Linked DNA regions of Mus musculus: region 1 is linked to region 2. The links are chromatin contacts, called in public HiChIP or PLAC-seq maps. All regions are on one chromosome and are shown on one strand. Each heading gives the region's core, a stretch centred on a gene start, on an enhancer-like site or on the middle of the called end of the contact. The rest is flanking DNA. Distances are from core to core; before and after follow the strand shown. Region 1 has its middle 7.9 kb from the start of Gm10046. Region 2 holds the start of Zfp59 (zinc finger protein 59).

Region 1 (5,313 bases), core at 391-2,890, 82 kb before region 2:
ACAAGTTATGGTACCTAGGTTTCTGTTGTCGTTAGTTACCATCCATCAAAGTGAAAGCAGTCACTCTGAGTTCCCCAGTGAGTACTCAATTTTTCAGCCCTCTCCCCACAGTCAGTACACTCTGCTTATATAGTTACAGAAATGGTGATATTTAATAATTGGCTATGGCTATCTGGAATAGATTCTTTTATTTCACTAAGGTTCTGCTGTGTGGCTGGCCAATGGGAAGTATTTTGGCAATTCTAGAGTCCTTTAAAATCGCTTAGTATTTTAATCTGGGTTTAAGGCATTAAAAAGCAACAGAACAGTTTTCTAAAACTTCTGTAAGTTTAGTTGCCTTATTTTGTCAGCAGTAGCAGGGCGATACAATCCAACACCACCAGCAGACAGAGGAGTCTCTTCACCCTTTGGGACCCAGGATACAGTTTTGTTTCTTAAAAGCTTACACTGAGAAGGGCTTGGGGATTCACACTAGGATCCATATCACCAGTGCAGCTGCTGGCCAGCTAATAAAGACTTAATATTGGCTTAAGCCTGCCTCCAAGTAGTCTCTGGTGGATAGGTCACAACACTTCAGGAGGTTCCACTAAGATCCCTAGAGACCAAACCTCAAGACACGGGAGGCCTCGGAGGCTCTCAAGAGCAGGAAGAGTGGTGTTGACATAGTATGCAACCTGAAGACTTTCCGGGTCCCCCAAGACTCCCCTTGATCAATCACTGCCTAACGCTTGGGAAGAGTCTGAGGCCTCGACTCCCAAAGGAAACAAATTAAAACGTTGCTTGGTCTGTCACCTCCAAATATAAGTCTGGTTAAAGCATGACCCGTCCAGCAGGTCCAGTTATTCGAGGGTCTAGAGGGGACCTTCTCCTAAGAACCAAATGGTGGGTAGAGAGAGACGAGGGTCTTGTGTGAATAACGACACGGAAATGTTCTGAATTGCATCAAGACCCCACTGTATTGAGAAAGGCCCAAGGCTTAAATGCACAAGCAAAAGGGGAAGTACAGGTACTTATCAGTGGGAGGGGTGGGGCAATACAAGCAAAAGGAGAAGTACTTATCAGTGGGAGGGGGGCAATAGAAATTTCTTCTTTTGGCAGCTACAGAGTAGCTTTTGGTAAGCAGGAACTTGGTGGTATCAGGGTGTGGTCAGGACATCGATGATGACTTAGGGCTGGAACATTCTGTGGTTGTTCTTGGAATCGGAGTGTCGGTGGCCTGCTTTTGACCCCCTTTTCTTCTGGGGGGGGTGGGGAGAGGCCCAATTCAGAGATCAGGACAATTGTGTTGTCTTAATAGCTCCCAACAAAGGCACCTTCTGTTTAGGACACAAAGGAAAGGCCAGATGTGGTTAATGACCCATTGTCTTGAGCCAGTGTCTGGGATCCAAAGCTTTGCACACCCCCTAGTCTGATCAGGCATATGGTTGTTAAGTGGCTACTGGTTGTCTTTAGTTTGTGTGCTTATGTGTGAATCTCCCTGTGTGTTTCTGTTAGTTCCGTTTATTGGAGAAACATCTAAAATGAAGGAGTGATCCAACTGCTGCCCGGGAGTTACCCCCTCAATCTCAAATGCAGAGCCACCTCGAATCCCTTTTTAGCACAGTGACTGTGGCTGCAGCAGCGGCTGTTGCTGTTGCTATGGAGATGGATGACTGCAATGGCAGCTGTGAGCTGCTTGGCCCAAAGAAGAGTTTTGCAGATGAGAACGGGTTTGATGTCTGTTTCTTGTTTGGAAAAGCTCTGGACCTTCTTTGAAATCAACTGGCCATCTTTTGGAGTCAAGTGGCCCACTAATGGTTCACTCCTAAAATATGCAACCCCAGCCACCTTGAACAGTTTCCCTATAATGACTAGTTGGCTTTCTCTAGTGGAAGACATCCCACTCCCAGCTCAGGATCTGTGCTCTCCTGTTAGGGGACCCAAACACTTTAGGCTCCACCAGGTCTTCCAGAAAACAACAAACAAAACAAAACCCTGTTCTCTCAGCCCTCCAGGCTCCTGGAGCACCTGCTTGCTTCTTTTCTTTACTCCCACCCTTTGTCCTGATCAGCCCCTTTTTCTGTATGGAGACACAAAAGAGTCCCCAGGCACCTAAGTGAGTTGCACACAGGGAGGGAGGAATAGTCTCTCTTTGTTCCCTTCTTACTTGCTGTAAGCCGCCTATTGCACCCATTGGACAGAGAAAGGAAAAACACTCCCTCTTTCTTCTTTCATAGTTCATGTCTTCTTTTCAATCATTGACCTACGATGTGTTAGAATAGCGGCTAGCAAGCAGTTCCACATGTAAGAGCTTTTACTGGGGACAAAGAGGGTAAAGAGAGAAAGACAAAGGGGAACAGAAAAAAAGAGGTGGAAAAAAGTGGGGAAAACTCTATCATTTATATAGGCTGTGACTAATCTGTTTGCAAGTGAGTGTGGGAAGTGGGCTCTGGGAAGGTATGTGGTCGCCATAGCAACAGGTGACATGACACCTAGGTGCCACATCTTGAGTTTGGAGTGGATCTGCAAAACTGGTCTTTTGATGCCAACAACCTATAGAATTGGAAAACTTAAAACCCACTATTCTCAGAAAAATGCATCTGCTTAGGTAGAAGGATTGCTACCAGATAGTGCAGCCAAGATAGAATGGATTTTCCCTTCTGTCCAACACTGACCAAACAGGTGATTTTCTCTAGGCCCTTTTCAGAAGGGTTAAAGACAGCTGCTAAAAAGATTGCCTTGTCACATAGCAATCCCAGGTATGAGGAAAATGTTTATGCAAATTAGATGAATTTCAATGTATAAATAGGTCCCAGTTTCTGGAGGTAGCTCAAAAGGTAACAAAAACAACTGATTGAGAGAAAAGACCCTTTGCGTAAACTGAAAGCCACAATCACCTTCTTGATTGATGAGACAGTTAGACTACAGATACCCAAGAAAATATTGGTGTCTTGCCCTCTGTCAGAAGAATATCTTCTAGCTGAAAGTCTTGCCACCAATCAAAAGATACAGTTGGACTATCTTTCAGATTGACAACAAAGATTCCTGTGGGTGAGTCCTAGGGAGAAACCGAATCCCTAGGACTGGCCCAACACCAAATTTAACTAACCAATTTCTACTCTACCAGATTTTTAAAAAATTACACAGTTGCCCTAGAAACAAAAGAAGGAAATCACAGTTCATACTGCCTGGTTTAGAGAAACCGACTTAGAACATGCCTCTTCTGCCAGTGAAGAAACCTGGGACCTCTGACTAGAGAATCGTCCAAACTCCAAAGAAAACAAACAAGAGAATAGTGATCAGCCACCCGATGGTCCTGAAACGGTATACTTTCATGAGTCTAATTCCTCCAGAAAAAGAGGTGTACATTGTCTTGGACCTGAAAGATGCATTCTTCAACCTCCCATTGGCAGAGATGACTCAACCTGTATTTGTTTTAAAATAGAACCAAGGGAGGTTACAGAGGGCCAGGTTGCCCCAAGAATTTAAATGTTTTCCAACTATGTTTGATGAAACTGAAAGAGTAGTAAACTCAGTGCTCCAAGGTATGCTAATCATAAAACAGATAGCAACATTCCTCCACCCACCCGCTTCCTGGGTTCAAGGAGTGTTCATTCAAAGAAAGTCACCCTGACCCACCCTGACCATTGCTGGAACCCACTATGCAAAGGTGCTATTGTTAGGGGGCTCTTAGAAACTGTCTTGAGAGTTAACAATTACCATTCCTTGTGACACCTGTGACTTTGTACTTCCTTGTGACTCTTAACTGGTATTTTTGGTATTTTCCAACAACGCCCTTCCCACCTCCTTGAGTTGTGGTTTCTTCTTTAAATACCCCCTTATCCAGCTACTCAGGGCGCCACGGTCCTCTACCCCTGCGTGGTGTATGACTGTGGGCCCGAGAGCGCTCTTGAATAAAAATCCTCTTGCAATTTGCAGCAAGACCGTTTCTTGTGGGTGATTTTGGGGTGTCGCCTCTCCTGAGTCAGAACGTGGGGGAGTCCTCACGTTGTGGCTCTTTCAAAACATTAAGTGCTGACTTCTTGCCCTTTTGTCAGCTATTTCCTGGAACTATACTGTTATGATATATAGATGACCTCCTCCTAGCCTCTAAAACTAAAATAGATTATAAACTAAAATTCTGTTATAAAATAGATTAAAACTAAATAGATTGTAATCCCACTGATGAACTGCTAAAAGAGTTACAAGGCTTCAAAATGTTGTTTCATTTGAAAGCCCCACTTTCTACATCAGAGGGGACCTGATGAGGAAAGCAAATGGGAGCCTATCAGAGTAGGATTTCTGCTATCCTTCAGATCCCAAATCCAAAGACTAAGAGACAGGTTCAAGAGTTCCCAGGCAGCTAGGAGTTGCTGCCTCTGAATACCAGTGTTTTTGGAAATAGCAGATCCTCTATACACTAACAGAAATGAGAGCACTGAGCCCCTAATTTGGACTGAAACTAATCAAAGGCATTTGAGGCTTTAAAACCAGCTCTGACTTCGGCTATAGCCCTAGCACTTCTAGACATCTCAAAACCTTTGCATCTGTTTGTCCATGGAACAAAAGGCATTGCAAAGAGGGCTTTGACTCAAACACTGAGGCCATGAAAATGTCCTGGGACATACCTGTCCTAATGATAATTACAGGAAGCCTCACCTGTCTAAGAGCTGTGGCAGCTTTTGCTAGTCTAATGGAAAAGAAAAAACAAAACAAACAAACAAAACCAGAGACAGGATCTTACACTCACAGAACCCTAACTTGTTGAGTCCTTCCTCCAAGGAACACCAGAATTCTGACTATTTAGTAACTGCATGACCCACGCTCTCTGCTCTTGGACCACTCTCATGACCAGCTTAGGAAATCTATGATCAACAATCTTGCTACACACTTTCCTGATGATAACCTGTAGGTGGTCATCTATAACTGTCTTGAGATGACGTCTCCACATAAGATCTTGGTGCAGTGCTCTACACGGAGGGGAGCAGGTTAGTGAAGATGAAACCCAGTGCATGTGGCTGCAGTAATTTGTTTAAGTGAAATGAAGGAGGGCCCAAACTGTAGGGCTGGGTACCTCAGCCCAGAGAACAGAACTAATGGATCTGATCAGGACTCTCAGCTGGGGCAAAGGAAAGTCCACCACTGTAACCTCCTACAGCCTAGGAGGCTGGTTCAGACCTTACACCACTGAGGCAGGGACACCTGCTGTGCTGCTTCTCCACTCTACTAGTTTCCTTTGATGTTACACTGCCTGCCACCTGCCATGAGGTCAAACCAGTTCTCCAAGACTTTCCGGAGTTAACTACAACCTGTGAATCTGGCAAATTGCTGCTA
Region 2 (5,204 bases), core at 2,294-4,793:
GCTGGGAATTGAACTCATGACCTCTGGAAGAGCAGCCAGTGCTTTTAGTCATTGAGCCATCTCACCAGCCCAAGATGGCTGGTTTTGTTTGGTTGGTTGTTTTTTGTTTTTGTTTTTTTCTTTTGGTTTTTTTTTTTTTTTTTTTTGAGACAGCTAGAGATATTCTTAAAGTCACTTGTTCTTCTCACAGCCTGTACCAGCGGCTTTTGTGTGCCAATGTAACACAAGCTAGAGTGCTCACAGAGAAAGGAGCCTCAGTGAGGAAATGCCTCCATGAGTGTGGGTGCTTACAGATTCCAAAAGATGACACTGGATCTCCAGGAGATGAAGTGACAGGCAGTTGAGAGCCTTTCAGTATGAGTGCTAGGAACCAAACTGGGGTCCTATATAAGAGCAGTGCTCACTCTCAAATGCTGATCCAGTCTGCAGCCCCACTTTTCTTTTTCCTCTTTCTAACTTTCTATGTTGCTTGCTTGCTTGCTTGCTTGCTTGCTTGCTTGCTTGCTTGCTTGCTTTGCAAGACAGGTCTCATCCTGTAGCTCAGGCTGATCTTGAACTCCTGGCTCTCTTGCCTCACTCTTTCCAGCTCTGGGATGCTGGGATTGCAGGTTCTTCCATATCCAGCTAAATAGGTTGTTCTTTCATTGCGTATAAGGAAGAACTTGCAGAGAATACAGTTTTCTCCAATGCAGCCTCACTGGGTATATCCACCATACCCGAGGACAGGCCACATGCCCAGAAATAATTGGCTAACACAAAATAAACTCAGTGGTATTTGTGTGGACCTTTTGCTTCATTTTGTGTTGTTTTGGTATTTTAGTTTCTGTCCTATAGGTCATAAAGCCTTATTCACTTGTATGCATCTGCATGTACACCACTTCCCACACACATGTAGACAGGCACACTACACTCACATGATAACTAGAAGAAAAGAAGATGAAGAAGGGAATGAACAAGCTCTCCCTCAGTAAGTGGCATTGTCACAGGCCACCCAGAGCCTCATGGGATTTAAAGAGATTTCGGCATAGATGGGAACGAAAGGCAGCTGCCCAGGTTCATTGATTACTATAGGTGCACTCAATTAGACTGAGATCTCTCTTACTTAGGGTTTTATACTGCTGTGAAGAGACACCATGACCACAGCAAGTCTTATAATGAAAAATATTTAACCGAGGCTGGCTTACAGGTAGGAGGTTTAGTCCATCATCATTATGGGGGCAATCATGGCAGTGTGCAGACAGTCAAGGCACTGCAGAGGTAGTTGAAAGTTGTATATCTGGACCTAAGACATCAGGAAGATAGAGAAACACAGGGTCTTGCTTGAGCTCCTGAAACTTCCAAGTTCACCCCCATGTGACACACTTCCTCCCTCAAAGCCACAAATACTCTGCTCAGGACATACCCCCAATAATGCCACTTCACATGAGTCTATGGGGGTGTGACATTATTCTAAACCTAACATTCAGCCAGATGGTGGTGCACACCTTAATTCTAGCACTTGGGAGGCAGAGGCAGGCAGATCTGAGTTCAAGGCCAGCTTGATCTACAGGGAAAGTTTTAGGACGGCCAAGGCCACACAGAGTAAACCTTGTGTCAAAAAAAAAAAAAAAACCCAAACAAACAAAAAGCAAAACAAAACAAAAACCAAGCCCAATCAACCAAAAGCAAAACCTAAGCAGCAACAACCAAAACCCCACATAAGAACATGATAGAGTATGGAAATCAGTGCTCATTGTGGAGAGGGGCGGCTCACTCACAGGATAGATGTGGAAGAGAAGAGGATGGGTGTGAAGTGAGGGTCCATCAGGAAGGGGGAAGGGAATGCAGGGATTTCTCAACACATGCCTACAGTCACCTTCAGAAGCAGGAGAGGAGAAAACTTGAAAAGAAACACAGATGCATCTTTGTGTGAGGAGGAGGAGGGAGAAGCTATGCACACACAGAGCAGGAGACAGAGGCAGAAAGAGCTGAGAGCTGAGACTGGGGATGTGGCCTGCAGCACCCCAGGAAGAATTCAAGTGACTGTAGCTAAGGAAACACTTATGGTGGACATTAATCTCTAGTTACGTATTCAGCGCCCCATGGCTCCTGTGGAGAAAACAGAGGGCAATTAACTGATTTTACTTCCATGAAGGATAAGGGGTAGCACTAAGAAAAGAACTGTGACACAGGAAAGATGGAGCAGACCGACCAGAATCACACTGTGGAGAGAAAGGAGGACGGAACACATTGGATGACAGAAGGCTAAGCATCTTTATAAATGATCCAAAAGCCGGTGAAACAAAACCCAAGCTTTGCAGAAGCAGTCACTTGGGTCTGTCTGGAGACTCCTTGCCTACCTCAGTAATCTGCTCGTGGGATAACTCAAAATAGATGGAGTCTTTAATATTTAAAAGTGCAATACAAAATATATGAAGTAATAGATGCCCCGCCAAGAAAAAAGGATAAAAGAGAAAGCTTTCCACAGCAACATCTTCAGGTAATGAGCGTTTCTCCCACAGGTGAGCGTACAGGAACAGTTCCCTTTCCAGATCCCCTCGTGTCATTAGAGCTTAAGTGTCTCCATTTTTATTGACTTCACTCAGAGTTGAGATGCTGTCCAAATCAGCTATGCTCTGTTGCTCTTGGAGGGTGTTGTTCTATCAGTTTTTTAAATTGACAACATTTGAATGTGTTGATTGATTTTGCTATCATTCCCTATTGTTCTAGCGGGACTTCCCCCCTCTTCATGTTTAAAGGTGTGCTATTTGAGTATACTCTGAGTTAATTTTGTTTATGTATTTATGTACTTATTTGTTTGAGACATTTGGGGTATCCTCTGAATTTTAGTTTATTTAGTCCTTTCAAGACAGTAGGAGTGTATTCTGAGTTTATTTTTAATTAATTTTTTTCAGACACCTCCTCTGCCTCCTTAGGGCGGTGACTAAAGGCATGTGCCACCATAATCTGAGTGTATTTTAGTTCTTAGACAGGGTTTCACTGGGTAGTCCTCGGTGGTCTCTTCTCACAGACATGCAGCTGGCTGTGCCTCCCCATCGCTGGGATAAAAGCCATTGCTACCACGCCCATGTTTACTGTCACTTGATGACTTGGCCTCTTTATTAATCTACCTCCATTTTATAATCGACCTGAGTTTTCTTTTGATCATGCGAAGATGGTTACTTTGAATCTGCTAGAGTATTTATCTTTAATATATTTTCTGTAGTTAACACATAGCTGGGTCTGACTTTTCAAATCTAAATGTGGCAAATTTTGGCGTTTAGACGATTTACAGTACTTTTAATGCGATTAGTTTTATTAAGAGGCTCGTCTAGCCTGCCTAACGGACACAGTTCTGTTGGTACATAGCGATACGGTCCTCAGTCACATTTTCTATCTAAAGCAGGGAATTCAGACTCCTCCGTCTTCTCTACAGGAGAAAGAAAATCAGTTACGCGGAGAACCGGAAGTACCTTTTGCTCAAAGGAGGGCGCCTCCCCTTTAAGCGCGCACCCACGTGGGCACTCCCACAAGCCACTGGACTCGGTTTTCTGATGGGCTGGCCCGAGTTGCACGCCGGGATCTCCGGGACGCTCCAGGCTTCTCCAGGGCTTTGCTTGTGACAACTGTGTTTTCCGGGACCACCGCGCCGGAAGTAGCGCATAGGCTTTTGGTTTATGTCTCCCCAGAGTAAGACCGGAGCCAGCGGGCTGGGAGGGGTGTGTACAGGCGGTGGGGTGGCTGTATGGTGTGTGTGTGTGTGTGTGTGTGTGTCTTTGAGTCTAACTGTATACACACCTTGAGCTCTCTGCATAATCTGTGTCTCTGTGCTTGTCGCTGTCTGCTCCTGCTTTCTCTCAGGGACACAGGGACTAAAGCAGAGGACCAAGCTTCAGTAAGGGGAGGTCAGGTGCGGGGTCTGAAGGGAAGCTTTCCCCGAGGCTCAGACTTGAGCTTAGGGCTATAATTTAAGGACGGGGGTGTCGTCTTGGAGGGAGGGTACTTGTTGAGTCCCCTGACTTTCTCAGAGCTGCAGCCATTGAGCATGCTCTCAGATATGGTCTGCGATCTCATGCTTACTCAGGCTTCCCTAGGTGGCCATTCCAAAGGAGGGCTGGAGAGGGATGTGGATTCAAGAATGAGTTTTCTGTTTCTGTTTGAAAAATGAGGTTTTAGTTTTAGAATATGGAATGGAAGTGAGGGAAGGAGGAACAGGCGAATTGATACCTCCACCATTGTGTCCCTTACATTGTCCCTGCCCTTTCCACTTAGTTTCAATGATCCGTGGCGTCTTCTCCCACAATCTCTACCTTTTCCTGAGATGTTGTAACTAGGAATTTCTAGAGGGTAGCGTTAGGGCTCTCAACTAAATCAATTTGTATCTTGATGGTGTCACACCTCAGATGGCCTTTGATCTTTACAGGCCTTCATTCGAAGCAAGGGAAGAATGTAGGCGATAGATGGTCTGGTCACCAGGGAGGATTTGGGGAGTGGGAAAGTAATAGCACTGAATTTGGCATCCTTGAGGACTAGGTATTTTGTGTGTGTGTGTGTGTGTGTGTGTGTGTGTGTGTGTGTAAAATGGGTAATGTTGGCCAGATGCAGATGAGCAATGCCATGTTTAAATATAGGGATGTGGATCTGTGGTATCCCGTTGGAGTCTTGGTTCTGTCCCCTCAGGCTCTCCAGGCCTGTCAGGAACCTTAGGATGCCTGTGGTGAAGTCTGTTAGCGCAGTGCCGCCATATCCTAAGGGCCTGGTGTGCTTTAGTTGTTGCTCTGTGAGGTCATTTTGGGTTCCTTACCTGGTTATTGCCGCTGGGACAGGGCCAGGGGATGTGGGCCACAAGCGTGGATGGCTGCTCCGGACCTAAGGCTGGTTTGTATAATCATGTACATTCCCTCTTTTAAGGAAAGTCCCCCCCTCTTAATGATAATGTCTCCGTGATAATCAAAGACAGCATGAGTCAAGGTGTGGCTAATGTCTCCACAAAATGGGACCTTCAGAACAGCACTTAAGGCTGTGGGAAAGAACTCTAAAAACATGGATTCAAAAACAAATAATTTCTCAAATAATGAGGATGCGGTATGAATTATATGAGGGGGCTTCAGGAAGAGCCAAGGCAGCTACAGTAGGAGCCAACTTGTCAGGAAACCACTAAGGGAGGAGGTAACGGGGATTAGGGAGTGGCAATTGTAGGAGATCCCACCCCGCTATGGTTTTTG

The links. HiChIP or PLAC-seq counts read pairs in DNA pulled down with a chosen protein or histone mark.
Region 1: a contact with region 2 is called in an H3K27ac HiChIP or PLAC-seq map of embryonic stem cells, with 15 read pairs. The contact joins the enhancer-like site here to the promoter of Zfp59 in region 2. A contact is called at or near these places in 1 of 39 promoter capture datasets (Sertoli cells), 4 of 484 Hi-C or Micro-C datasets (the G1E-ER4 cell line, the Patski cell line, brain and 1 more), 3 of 115 datasets of contacts at active chromatin or transcription factors (bone marrow-derived macrophages, embryonic stem cells and forebrain) and 3 of 9 other capture datasets (adipose tissue, embryonic stem cells and pancreatic islet).

What each region holds. Positions count from the first base shown.
Region 1 is chr7:27,755,086-27,760,398 of GRCm38.p6, forward strand. No RefSeq gene overlaps it. Among named protein-coding and RNA genes, the nearest start is that of Gm10046, 7.9 kb to the right of the region's middle. Within about 2 kb of position 1,641, at least 70 of the 459 cell types and tissues checked have an H3K27ac peak or open chromatin away from gene starts, as enhancers often do. A contact at or near this core is called in embryonic stem cells and forebrain, where this site is marked.
Region 2 is chr7:27,835,041-27,840,244 of GRCm38.p6, forward strand. Zfp59 (zinc finger protein 59) reads left to right here and starts at 3,544. Exons shown (of 5, transcript NM_011762.3): 1 at 3,544-3,669.